Linked DNA regions of Sus scrofa: regions 2 and 3 are each linked to region 1. The links are chromatin contacts, called in public Hi-C maps. All regions are on one chromosome and are shown on one strand. The core of a region is the stretch at or near the end of the contact, and the rest is flanking DNA. Distances in the headings are between cores, read along the strand shown.

Region 1 (4,550 bases), core at 673-3,172:
ACATACCCCATGTTGAACAGATGAGTTAAGATGAAAGGACAGGAGCTCCCGCTGTGGCACAGCACATTAAGGATCCTGCATTGCTGCAGCTTCAGCCTACGTCACAGCTGCAGCTTGTATTTGATCCCCGGCCTGGGAAGTCCCGTATGCCATGGGTTCAGCCAAAAAAAAAAAAAATTATGTAAGGACACAGCTCAGCCTGGGAGAAATTTCCCCACACCCCACCCCCACCCCGCTCCATCTTCCAGACCAACAAGGATGCTTCATGAACCTGACAACAGGCTGTAGCTCCCAGTGGTGCTAGCAGGGCAGACCTGGTTTAATGAGGGAGGTGCGGCTGCCTGAGCATAAGTGACTATCAAAGGAGGTAACTCTGAAAAGAGGGACCAACAGAAACCCCAGAAGCCAGGGGTGAGCAAGCTGGCAAGGTGTTAGGGACCACTGAGACCCGAACTCGTTCTACACAGATTAGCTGTGACCTGTTTGGAGTCACACAGCAAATCAAGGTCAGACAGGACTCAGGACTCCTGACTCCTGATTTATGCAGGGCCTCCCTCAAGACACAAAGGAGAGACACACACTATTTTCTTCCTTGCCATGACCCCAAGACCTAGCACAGCGTCTGTCACCATGGTAGCAGGTATTCAAAAAGTGCCCTTGAATGAATTGACCATCCAGTGTCTGCCAGACACGGTACTAAGCGCTTTATACACAGTATAACTCTGTATCATCTGTAACATCGGGCACATCAACCTCACAGAGTTGCTATGAATGAAGTTATGTTCATAGAGCACTGAGTACCATGATGGCACTTAGGATGCACTTGATAAACCAGCGCTGGTATTAAAATACCAGCAGGGAGTCCAACACCCATCTTTGTGCTCTGAAGGACAAAGGAGGTACACCTAACCACTTGAAGCCTGCCACTCATACCTCAGGCCCATTTTTCAAGGGTGTGGGCGTGGGGTTGGAGGACCCGCCCTCAGCCAAGTCAGAATCTGGGGATCCGCTCACTCTTGCGAAGGTGTGTCTTAGAGACAGACACGAAGAATTAGTAAGGGATGAAGAGTTCAGGATCCCCGAAATCTGGCCCCTCTAAACCAAGAATTCCCAACAAAAAGACTTCTGACAGATACCTTTCTCAAAGAGGGATCGCTCCGACAAGGCATACCTCAGGGCTGCTTGCAGGATCCCCCAGCGAGGACAGGCTTCTCAAAGCTCTTTGGAAGAGTCTCCTAGCATCTGGATGTCTCTAGAACTGTTTACGTGGATCCCCAGTACTGGACCCCTCACAGGCTGGTTTTTCCAGAACCCCGAGAAAGGAGTCGCCCTATCTGGGACCCCCGCCCCACACTTTGACTCTTCAGCGAATGGATCCTCAGAGATAGGGTCTCCAGAACTAAGGGGAAAGATCTCGCCGGGACCTGTCGGAGGAGGCCTTTTTACTCTCCCCCACCAGCCAACGAACAGCGCCGGGATTCCAAATGAGGCGCCCTCCTCTTTCCCGCTCGCCAGGCCTGGACCCCACCCTGTGCTCCCCGCCGCCAGAACGCTCCAGCGAGCTCCCAGATCGAAAGACCTACCAGACCGTCCGGCTCCCGCCGCTGCCACCACCTCTTCACCAACCTCGACGCTCACAGAGTGCTCTGGGGGCCGCCATCTTATCACCCACGTGACCGGGTCGGACGACACCAACGCAGCACCGGGGGGGTGGAAATCCAGTCAGAGGCTCCACAGAATGAGGAGCTACGGAAGCGCGAGTTATCACCTGTGCCAGAGTTCATACTCATACGTCAGTCGGAGTCTATGAGCATTCCTCAGGAAAGCGGAAGGGCAACTTCCATCCTTCCCCTGCGAGAGATTTTCTGCGGCCTACCCACTCGGTAGGACGAGTAGAAATGGTTTGTGCCGATTCAGCACGGAGGTGGGCTGGCTAGGGACAGAGCATGCGTAGTGTCCCCGGGGCGTGGTCAAGTTTCAGGGGCGTGACTAATGGATTCCCTGGGCTGGAAGCGAGATTGGAAAGGATTTTTTTTTTCTGTCTTTTGAGGGCCGCACCCGCGGCATATGGAGGTTCCCAGGCCAGGGGTCTAATCCGAGCTGTTGCTGCCGGCCTACGCCAGAGCCACAGCAAGACCAGATCCGAGCCGAGTGTCTGCGACCTACACCACAACTCACGGCAATGCCGGATCCTTAACCCACCGAACGAGGCCAGGGTGCCCGCAACCTCATGGTTTCTAGTCGGATTCGTTTCCACTGTGCCAAGACCGGAACTCCAAGGGAAGGATTAATAAAGGACTTGACCCATTCATTCATTCATCATTTAATAAATTGTAAATGGGCGCTGAGGACGATGGGCTGAAGCCCTTGCCCTCATAAACCTCATTTGATTGTCTGAAGGAAACAAACAATAGTAAGTAAAAGCACATGCTGGGCTAAAGAGAAAAAAGTCAACGCGGTGCGTGTTATGGGGTGTGCAGTTTTAAAGAACTTGGCTTTACTCTGACAAAATGAGAAGCCACTGGAGTGTCGTAATCAGGGAAATGGCATGCCCTGACTGTTAACAGGATATTCAGACTGGTGAGTAGATAACGGACAAGGAGGGGAACGGTGGAAGCGAGAAAACAGAAATAACTCAGATTCTAAGTTAACTTTGAAGGTGGAGCAAATAGTTTGTGGCTGGAATGGGTATGGAATTTAAAAGAAAGAGTTCTTTTAAGGATAATACAAGGGGTTTTGTGTGTGTGTTTTGGGGTTTTTTTTTTTTTTTTTTTTTTCGCTTTTTAGGGCCCCACCCGTGGCATATGGAAGATCCCAGGCTAGGGGTGGAATCCGAACTGTAGCTGCTGGCCTATGCCCCAGCCACAGCAACACCAGATCCGAGCCGTGTCTGTGACCTACACCACAGCTCACCGAAACGCCGGATCCTTAACCCACTGAGGGATGGAACCCACATCCTCATGGATCCTAGTCGGCCTTGTTAACCACTGAGCCATGAAGGGAACTCCAAGGATAATACAAGTTTTTTGACATGTAGGAAGGAGAGACCAACCATTAGCCAGTAGCCTCCCCATCCTATCAATCCAAGGTCCTGTTAACTCCACCTCTGACTTAGAGTTGGCATCCAGGCACTTCGGTCATTTCTACTGCTCCTATTAAGAGTCTGAACCACCACTGGTGTCATCAGGATGTTGCCTACAAGAAGAAAAGAGAGCTTGTAAGCGATTATATCAAAACAGTACTGTGGTTCCTCAAGAAGTTAAAACATAGAACTACCATGTGATCCAGCAATTACCCTTAGTTACACCCAAGAGACATAAAAGCAGGAACTCACACAGATAGTTGTACATCCATGCTCATAGCAGCATTATTACTTTTCTTTCTTTTTTTTGTCCTTGTCTTTTCAGGGCCACATCCTTGGCATATAGAAGTTCCCAGGCTAGGGGTCAAATCGGAGCTGTAGCCACCAGCCTACACCACAGCCACAGCAACACCAGATCCAAGCTGCGTCTGCAACCTACACCACAGCTCATGGGAACGCCAGATCCTTAACCCACCATCGAAGCATTATTCACAGTGGCCTCAGGGCTTGTAACCTCTATTATATTTTCTGTCTCTATGAATTTGGCTACTCTTGGAACCTTAGAAAGTGGAATCATACATTATCTGTACTTCCATTGTCTGGCTTATTTCACTGAGCATTATGTCCTCAGGGTTCATCCACATTGTAGCATGTGTCAGAATTTCCTTCCTTTGGAGTTCCCGTCGTGGCGCAGTGGTTAACGAATCCGACTAGGAACCATGAGGTTGCGGGTTCGGTCCCTGCCCTTGCTCAGTGGGTTAATGATCCGGCGTTGCCGTGAGCTGTGGTGTAGGTTGCAGACGCGGCTCGGATCCTGCGTTGCTGTGGCTCTGGCGTAGGCCGGTGGCTACAGCTCCAATTCAACCCCTAGCCTGGGAACCTCCATATGCCGCCGGAGCGGCCCAAGAAATAGCAACAACAACAACAAAAAGACAAAAAAAAAAAAAAAAAAAAAAAAAAAAGAATTTCCTTCCTTTGAAATGTCCTTCCTACTGCATGAATGAACCACATTTTGTTTATCTCTTCATCCGTCAATGGACATTTGGATTGTTTCCACCTTTTGGCTGTTGTAAATAATGCTGCTGTGAACAATGGTTTAGCAGTCTGATTCCCTATTTTCAGATCTTTGGGAGTGTAACTGCTGGATCCTATGGTAGTTCAATATTTAACTCTTTGAGGAACCACTGAACTGTCATCCACAGCAGCTGCCCCGTTTTATGCACCCACCGGCAACATATAAGGATTCCAATTCCTCCACATTCTTACCCAAACTTATTTATTTTGTTTTGATGGTAGCCATCTAATGGATCTGAAGGGTGAAACATTTTGAGATGCATAAAAAATGATATATACTGGAGTTCCCGTCGTGGCGCAGTGGTTAACGAATCCAATTAGGAACCATGAGGTTGCAGGTTCGATCCCTGGCCTTGCTCAGTGGGTTAAGGATCCGGCGTTGCTGTGAGCTGTG
Region 2 (4,550 bases), core at 1,067-3,566, 120 kb after region 1:
ACGGTGTAGGTCACAGATGCAGCTCAGATCTAGTGTGGCTGTGGCTATGGCTGTGGCTGTGGTGTAGGCCGGCAGCTGCAGCTCCAATTTGACCCCTAGCCTGGGAATTTCCATATGCCCAGGTGAGGCCCTAAACAAACAAAAAGTAGCCACAGACAGTACGTGAACAAATGGGCATAGATTTGTAAATCTGGTCAATAAAATTTTATGTCTGGACACCAAAATTTGAATTTCTTTTCTCTTCTTCTTCTTCTTCTTTTTTTTTTTTTTTTTTTTTTTTTTTTTTTTGCTTTTTAGTGCCACACCCATGGCATATGGAAGTTCCCAGACTAGGGGTCTAACTGGAGCAACAGCTGCTGGCCTATGCCACAGCCATAGCTATGCTGGATCGGAGCCACATCTGGGACCTACACCACAGCTCACAAGGCAATGCTGGATCCTTAACCAACTGAGCAAAGCCAGGGATTGAACCCGCATCCTCATGGATACTAGTTGGATTCGTCACCGCTGAGCGATGACAGGAACTCTTCAAAATTTGAATTTCATCTAATTTTTACGTATCATGAAATATTACTCTTGATTTTTTTCCCCCTCATCATTTAAACATGTAAAAACTATTATTGGTCCACAGACTGTAGTTTGCTAAGCCTAGTTTTTTGTTTTTCTGGGTCTGTGGTGTACAACCTACACCACAGCTGTGGCAATGGCGGATCCTTTAACCCACTGCACAGGGCCAGGGATCAAATCTGCATCTCTGCAGGCACCAGACCCGCTGAAGTTGGATTCTTTTTTTTTTTTTTTTCAGCTTTTGTCTTTTGAGGGCTGCACCTGCAGCATATGAAAGTTCCCAGGCTTGGGGTGGAATTGGAGCTACAGCTGCTGGCCTACACCACAGCTCACGGCAACGCTGATCCCTGACCCACTGAGCAAGGCCAGGGATCAAAACTGCATCCTCATGGATACCAGCTGGATTCGCTTCCGCTGTGCCACAACAGGAATTCCCTGCAGTCGGATTCTCAACCTGCTGCACTGGGACTCCTAAACCCTGGTTTAAACCATCTCTTTACTATTTCTGCTACCTTCTTTCTTCCTAGAATTCCTGGATGGGAATAACCCTATGAGACTCAAAAGGAAAAGCCAGATCTCAAACCTAGAGGGTGATCAGCTATGTCTGACTAGTGCCAGTCTGGTTATGTGTGAAGAACAGGCTGGAGTAATAGGAGACAGTGCATATGGATGGAGAAGCCCCATTTAGGTCTTGGGGACAGAGATGAGGAAACATGGACCGTAGTGGGGCAGGGATTGGCCTGAGTGTCAGAGCCAGTTATGGGCTGAGCCAGCACTGGGACACAGGTCTGAGAGTCAGTCCCTATCATGGTGCTGATTTCTTTGTGTTGAAGCAGACTCAACTCAATCCAGGTGTTTCATCTCCAAAAGAAAAGGACCATGGGCTGAAGGGAAGCTAAGCACCAAGTCTGGGGAATTAACTGACTTCTGCCACCATCATCAACAATTCTCCCCTCTCACAGCCTACCTCCATTAGCAAGGGTTGTCACTTCTCCTTCTGAAATCCCTCTCAAATTGAGCTACTTTTCCCAGTGTACCTCATTACAGCCTACCTCTCCCGAAAGCCATCATCATCTGTTGCCTGGACAGCTGTACTATTTTTTTCCTCCCTGGTGTCACTCTTGCGTACCCACTCAGTCCCTTCTCCACGCGAAAGCAAGCGGGAGTTCTGCAAGGTAATCCAGATCACATCACTCCCTGGTTCAAAATCCTCCACAGCCCTCCAGATAACAGTCAAACCCTTTACCACGGTACGCACGACTGCACGATCTGGTCTCCTACTTTCTCTCCAAACTCATCTACTCCGCTCCGCCCCGCTCACTGCTCTTCTTGCTGTACCTCCAGCTACCAGGTGCCTTGCTTGGAATGCTTTTCACTTTCTTGTCGCTGTCTAGTTAATTCCGACGTGCTCAGACGTCCCCTTCTTCAAGAAGTCTTCCCTAACTCGGAGCCTCCCAACTCCCCGAGGGCTGGAGCCGGACCCACCAGCGCGGCTCACACAGCTACCCTACCTGCGATCCCGGCTCCTCCGCCTCCGCCTGCGCCGCCCCTCGTCGTCCCGGCGCCGTCGGCTTCTCCGCCCATGGCTCCCACTCCGACTTCGGCTCCGACTTCCGCTCCTACTCCGCTGTCTCCGGTTCCTGCGACCAGCGGACCGCGAACGCGAGCGTGTGTCCCGACCCATCGGCTGGGACGGTACCGGCGGCGCTGACACAAATATCCGGGGCCTGCGCCGGGGGCCTTCCTCCCTCGCGGCGCGTGCCTCGCTGCCCCGTCCGCGCCTGAACAGGAAGATAGGAACCCATCCCGCAGCCCCATACCGCGGGGACTCTGGAGCCCCGTAACCTCCAAACTGTCCTTAAGTGGGTCCTCTGTGACGGACTTCTGCCGGACTGTCGCCGCCAGGGATGGGGGACTCGCTCTTAAGGCAGTACTAAGGGCAGGCTCAGGTGGGTCCTCGCGCCTCAGGGAACCTGCATCTGTGGGCTGAGCAAGAGCGAATCAGGAACTGCGAGTGGGGCGGAGCCTGATGAGGCGGGACCAAGAAGAAGCCCGTCCAGAGAGGAAGTGGGGCCAGCGTGGGTGAAGCCTAGGAGGCGGGGTCAATAGAAGGCGTGGCCAAGGGAGGCGTGTCCGGGGAGTTTCTCGTCCAGATAGCTCAAGGAGCTGGGATGGGGACCGAAAAGCACTAGAGGCTGGATTGACCCTCTGTGAGAGTCATCATCATGCTCTACCACCCGCCAATGAATACTTACTGTGTTTCAGGGGTTAAGCTTTTTTTTTTTTTCTTTTTGGCTTTTTAGGTCCACACCCGCGGCATATGGAAGTTCCCAGGCTAGGGGTCCAATCAGAGCTACAGGGGCCGGCCTACACCACAGCCATAGCAACGAAGGATCCAAGCCGCGTCTGCAGCCTACACCACAGCTCAGGGCAATGCTGGATCCTTAACACACTAATAGAGGCCAGGGATCGAACCTGCATCCTCATGGATCCTTGTCAGGTTCGTTAACTGCTGAGCCACGAAAGGAACTCTTGCTTTTTTTTTTTTTAAGTTTTATTGAAATATATTTGAGGGAGTTCCCATTATGGATCACTGGTAAAGAACCCGACTAGTATCCATGAGGACGAAAGTTTGTCAATCCCTGGCCCCGCTAAGGACCCAGCATTGCTGTGAGCTGTGGTATAGATCAAAGAGGTAGCTCTGCTCTGGCATTTTTGTGGCTATGGTGTAGGCTGGCGCCTGCAGCTCCAATTCAATCTCTAGCCTGGGAACTTCCACATGCCACGGGTGTGACCCTAAAAAGACAAAAGAAAGAAATATAGTTGATCTACAAGGTTGTGGAGTCAAAGCTTAAAAAAAAAACCTAAATTCCCCATCAACCCATTTTGTAGATGGGGAAAGTGAGGACCAGAGAAGGAATGTCATTTTTTGTCTTTTTGCCTTTTCTAGGGCCGCTCCGGTGGCATATGGAGATTCCCAGGCTATGGGTCTAATCAGAGCCATAGCCACCGGCCTATGCCAGAGCCACGGCAATGCGGGATCTGAGCCACGTCTGTGAACTACACCACAGCTCGCGGCAACACCAGATCCTCAACCCACTGAGCAAGGCCAGGGATCGAACCCACAACCTCGTGGTTCCTAGTCAGATTCGTTAACCACTGCACCACGATGGGAACTCCAGGAATGTTATTCTAATACCTCTGTGCCCAATGAGACAGCATAGAGCTGGGATTTGAACTTGGTGGTTCAGCTTTGCCCTCTTTCAATGTTTATCTTTTTTTTTTTTTTTTAATTTTTTCAGCCACCCCAAGGCATATGGAGTTGCCAGGCTGGGGATCAGATCCAAGCCCCAGTTGTGGCAACTCTGGGTCGTTTATCCCACTGTGCCGGAACAGGGATTGAACCTGTGTCTTGGCGCTGCAAATTCTTTTGCACCACAGCAGGAGCTCCTTTAAACGTTCATCTTGTAACACAACTCCCTAACACAACACTAAATGCTAGCTTTGTATGCTCTGCTTGTTGTTGAGATTCAGGTAGGGGTGAGGGCACAGAGGGAACCCCTGATAACTGCCTGTCATGGAATACGGGTTGTTCTGGTGACAGGATGGTCCCAAACATGATTTTCACAACGCAGACACATCCTTGAGAGTATCTGAATCCTCATCTGTGAACAAAAAGTGAGCACAATCGAGATCACCTACAAGTCTAGTGTATAAACTAGCCATGCTCTCTAGTCTGTGATTAAAACGGGGTCTCCAAGAGCTTGCTTATAAACAGAATATTACTTCCAGCACAGAGTTTCTCAAATAGGGAGTCTGGGAGAAATAGTTTCCTCTTAAAATGGGTCTGTGCATTACTCAACTTGAGTGACTCTGGCAGGACAAATACAAAATCTGAGTGTTTGTTCCTTTGAGTGTTTTTCCGAGCTGAACTATAACCCAAAGGAGGCCACAGCCATTAAGGCAGTAGGGTCTGTTGTTGT
Region 3 (4,550 bases), core at 1,456-3,955, 98 kb before region 1:
TCACCTCCAAGCAGTTGATGAGAATGCCTGTTTTACCATACCCTCACTAGCACTAGGTTTCATCAATTTAAGAATTTATACTGATTTTGATAGGTGCCAAAGGGTAGTCGGTTTCCTATTGCTTGTAATCCTTTCTTTGGTCTCTGTAAAGCTGGACATTTTTTATGTTTGCCAATCTGTCTGACTTTCGGGAATGTTCTAGAGTGGAAGAGATGCAAGCCAGCACATCTGGAAGAAAGGGGATCTTTTATATACAGTGGCAGTAACTTAGCTGAGTTGTGCCCTATGGTTATTCAGAAAGCAGAACTTGTAAGTGATGAACTTGGATATTTAGCAGAGGGGAATTTCCAGTCAAGTGTTTAAAGGTGCAGCCCGGTTTCTTTCTCACTGCTAATAGTAAAATGTGAGAGGAAAGAGATAGATGGAGGGGAAAACTGTTAAGCAAAAAGGAACCAGGACTTGATGATTTGGGAGATTCTCAGCCAATGCAGATCACAAAAGATGCTAATATTAGGAGGTTCACGGTCAGGAAATCGTGCTCCAGACAATCATCACTTACCAGCTGGGGACCTTGGGCAAGAGTCTAAACCTGTCTGAGGCTCAGTTTTCTTATCTGTGAAATGGGGATACAAAGGTAAGCACCCACCTCATAAGGCTGTTGTGAGGGTCAGTGGATAGCCTTGTGGAAAGCATTTAATTCTATGTGCATAGGCCCAGTCAGGTGGCCTCATGGAGAGAATGATGGGTGGGGGGCTACTTCTGTGCCCCCCTTAGTGCCCTCTGGACCCCAATCCTTGCCTGGCTGTTATCGATCCATCCCTAGCCTCCTCTCCTCTCCTCCCAGGTACCTAATTCCCTGAGGCAGGGGAGGGACCGAGGATTCAAGCTGGGGATTAACTGAGGCAGATTAGAGAGGAGCTGAGAGAGAGCAAGTGCCTGGGGGGGGGGGTCTCTATCCTCTTAACCCTTTCCTCTCTGGAGCCACTCTGCTTCCTTTTGCCTTCTGGTGTATGAGAGCAGCGGCCACCTCCAGAATCCCCCTGCCCACCAGCGGAGCACCCTGAAAGCAGTGTTAGGATGAGGACCCTTGGGCTTCTGACAGCCTGGTTGATGGGTTCCCCTCTTGGGGCCTCACTCTTCTCTTAAAAACGGGGAAAGGAATGTGCGGACAGAAGACAGACGAAAGGAGAAACCTCTGCGTCCTAGAGTGAACGCCTGAGATGCTGGCTCCATGGAGCCCATACGTTCTGATCACCTACTATGTAGCGGGGCTGTTGTTACTATCGTTCGCCTGGGACATTTCCCAGGGTGCCAGCATTGCATAGAATTAACTTTCAGAAGCCCCCAGAGTCAGCTGTGGCTCCAGAAGGGCGGTCCAGGGCCTGATTCCCCTCCCGGGGTCCGCCTGCACTCATCCTAAACCCTGGCTCCTCCCTGGGGGAGCAGGGAACCACTTCCCCAAAGGGGTCCCAGAATCCTGGAGCCCCAGTTGAAGGGAAGTGAGGTCGCAGGCGGGGGGTGGGGAATCCAGACAGCAAAACCGCAACAGAATCTCCTTCACCCCATGGGGTACCGGCCAGCCCCCCTCCCGTCGTCCCCCAGTTGCGCCAGACGCAGAGCCGGGAAGGGGGGCGGGGGGCGGAGAGAAGGGGGCGGTGCCTACTCTGCGGCTGCCGGAGGAGGAGGAGGGGGGACTGCGGGAAAGCGCTCGGCCGGGTGGGGGGGGGCGCTGCGGCACGGCTTCCCAGCCCGCGGCCCGCGCAGCAGGGGCGGGGGCGCTGACCCTCCTCGGCCCGACCCCTCCCCCCCACCCCGCGGAGGCCTCGCCATTAATCCTGACTTGGGGAGGGGGCGCCCGCTCCCCCCCATACACCTACCGAGCCGCCGCGCGTTCTCCCCGCCCCCTGCCCTGCCTGGAGCCCCTGCGGGACCCTCAGGGAACCCCTGCCCCCCCAGGTCTGTCGCCCTCGGTGTCCAAGTCTCTGTCTGTATCCCCATCTGTCCCGTCTCTCCGCTGTGCTTGTTTGTGTCTGTGTATCCGGGACACCTGCACTCACTGGCAAGGGTGGCTGCCGCGATGGCCTAGGGGAAGGGGTCCTGGGGGTCGGCTTGTGGGTCCGTCCAAGGTCTGAAGTGTCTTTCTACTATTGTCAATCCGTGTGAGTGTCTGAGTGCCCCTGCAGGCTGTGAGTCTGTGTATGCAACAGCATGGAGGCTGTGGGTGTCTGGGTGACACCCAGCAGGCTGTAAGCATGTGGGTCCCCGTGTGTCTGTCTGGGTGACACCCACAAGCTGTGAGTGTGAGTCTGTGTTCGTGGCATCCTGCAAGAGGTGTGTGTCCGAGAACCTCATCGGCTGTGAGCGTGGGCCCCGTGGGTATCTAGGTGACACCCGTAGGCTGTGTGTCTGTAACACGATGCAGGCGCGGCGGTGTGCGTTCTGTGTCGGTGTCGGAGTCGAGGAGGCCCGGTCCGCGCGTGTCCCCAGCCGTCTGCGTGCGTGTGTGTGTATGTGTGTGTATATGTGTGTGAGCGCGCGCGCGCGCGGTGAAGGTGGATCCGTTCCCTCCGCAGCGAGCCCGACTCGGGCCCCACTACCCGCCGCTACGACCGCTCGCCTGGCCTTCCCTGGTGAGGGCCGGACGGAGGATGGAGCCGCAGAGGGAGCCGCCGCAGCCGGGGCCGGGGCGCAGAGCCGCCTGAGGCGCGGGCGGTGCGCGGGACCGGGGGGAGGGCGGGCCGAGGGGAGGGTCCTGGGCCGAGGGGGGGCGGGCGCGGCGAGCCCCCTCCCTCGCGCGCTCGCTCCCTCCCCCGCGCGCCCTCCCTCGCCGCCTCCTCCCGCCGCCTCCGGCCCCCCCTCGCCGGGGACCGAGCGCGCTCGCTCCGGCGCCGGCCTCGCCTCCTCGCAGCAGCGCCATGGTACGTCGCCGCCCCCACTTTCGTTTTCGCCCGGGGAGTTTTTGGGGTGGTGCGTGGGCTCCGGGCGAAAGTTGCGATGTCTGGGGGGCAGGGGGCGGGGGCCGCCCAGGGGAGGGGCTCAATGTGAGGACCCCCCCCCTTCCCGCCCGCAGCCCGGGGACCTCCGCCCGCCGATCCACAACCCCCCCGCCAGCGGCTGGGGGCGGAGCTGGTGCGCGGGTCGCAGCCGGGGACCCCAAATGGGGGCCCCTCGAGGGCGCCGCGGAGTTGGTGGGGAGGGCGGGGCTCCCGAGAGAGGGTCCCCCCCCAGGCCAGGCCCCCGCCCCCTCCCTGGCCAGGCGGGAGGCGGGAGGGCGCGACCCAGGGCACAAGACCCCCAAGCTCGCAGCCCGCGGGGGAGCCGGGGCCAGGGAGGGGGCGCGGAACCGGGCCGTGAGGGGTTGGGGTCGCGGCGGCCCCTGCGGGGTGTCCCGGCCCGGGTAAGCGCGGCGCGCCAGCTAGCGGAAAATGGCCGCTGCGGAGAGGGGCGGAGAGCGCGCAGCGGCCGCCGCCGGGCGCCTTGAACTTGGAGCCGGGCGGGCGGCCGCGCTGAGCGCCGCGCAGGAGCAGCCGCCCGACTAGCCCTCGTGCCGCCTGAGCCCCGCCCCCGGGCCGACCCCGGCCCTGCCGCTGATCAGGCCGGGTCCTAGCCGAGAGGGGTCAAGGGGTCTAGGCCGGGCGCGCCCCAGGCCCGCCAGCGCCGGTAGCTGCTCTTGAGGGTTCCGGTGTCCGGTCCGCTGTTGTTGGTGGCATCCGCACTCGATGGGTGCGTTTGGAGACCCCTGCGCTCTCAAACGAGTCGGCACAGTAGTCCGGGGAGTGCGTTCGCGGGTCTGTGCGGCTGGGTGGCCCCATCCATGTCCATGGTCCCCAGGCGTGGGGTCTTCTTCTTTATGTATCTGTGTGTCTGCGCATCCACGTGGCTGTGTGTGTTGTGTTGCGTGTGTTAAGAGCATTGTGCGGCTATGGGACAGTGTGTGTGTTGAGGTAACTGGGCGACTCTGCCATGCGTCCCCTTTGGGGCGGTGTTGTGAAGTTGTGTGGCAGGGTTGTGTGTTCCCCGGGGACGTGATGTCCCTGGGTGACCGTGGGGGTGTCCCCATGTGAGTATGTGGGGGTTAGGGGGTTGCCAGTGAGTGGGGATCTGTGTCGTGTGGGTGCATCTCAGGGGGCAGTTTAATGTCGCTGTGTACCTTTGGCGTTGAGTGACTATTCCTGGGGATGGGTCTACACTCTTCACCCACCCCTCCAGTTCCATTTTTCCTTTAATCCAGGCTTCAAGGTGCCGGACGAATACTTCCTCTACCTTGCCACAGCTCTGCCTCCTCCACTCACTCCCCACAGGGTCTCCTCCTGTTCCCCCTGCCTTAGGGTGCCCCAGCCGCGCAGCTCCAGGTGGTCCCAGCTTGAGGTTCGGGCGCGAGGTGGCGCCGGGACGCGATCACTTGGCCGGCGACGTCTCCCGTGAGGGGCTGCGCCTGCGCGGGGACCTGGCCCAGAGGGGGGCGGGGCAGCGGGTTCTCCCCCCACACACACCCCGCCTATGAGGAGGTCTCTAGGGATGGATGGGTGGTTACCGATACGTGCGGGTTC

Evidence for each region. A called contact is a pair of places that touch in the nucleus more often than the background predicts.
Region 2: a contact with region 1 is called in a Hi-C map of fetal liver, with 3 times the contacts expected there. The contact joins the promoter of CACTIN here to the promoter of DOHH in region 1. A contact is called at or near these places in 2 of 5 promoter capture datasets (fetal liver and liver), 14 of 47 Hi-C or Micro-C datasets (embryonic fibroblasts, fetal heart ventricle, fetal liver and 7 more) and 2 of 2 datasets of contacts at active chromatin or transcription factors (alveolar macrophages and skeletal muscle).
Region 3: a contact with region 1 is called in a Hi-C map of liver, with 2.2 times the contacts expected there. The contact joins the promoter of NFIC here to the promoter of DOHH in region 1. A contact is called at or near these places in 1 of 5 promoter capture datasets (fetal liver), 5 of 47 Hi-C or Micro-C datasets (fetal liver, liver, mesenteric adipose tissue and 2 more) and 1 of 2 datasets of contacts at active chromatin or transcription factors (alveolar macrophages).

The regions. Positions count from the first base shown.
Region 1 is chr2:75,161,908-75,166,457 of Sscrofa11.1, reverse strand. It overlaps DOHH (deoxyhypusine hydroxylase), which reads right to left and starts at 1,922. Exons shown (of 5, transcript XM_003123042.4): 1 at 1,584-1,922. It also overlaps a transcript of FZR1 not described here.
Region 2 is chr2:75,047,016-75,051,565 of Sscrofa11.1, reverse strand. CACTIN (cactin) reads right to left here and starts at 2,316. Exons shown (of 11, transcript XM_021084098.1): 1 at 2,079-2,316. The coding sequence starts at 2,251.
Region 3 is chr2:75,260,645-75,265,194 of Sscrofa11.1, reverse strand. NFIC (nuclear factor 1 C-type) reads left to right here and starts at 2,705. Exons shown (of 10, transcript XM_021084131.1): 1 at 2,705-2,918. The coding sequence starts at 2,916.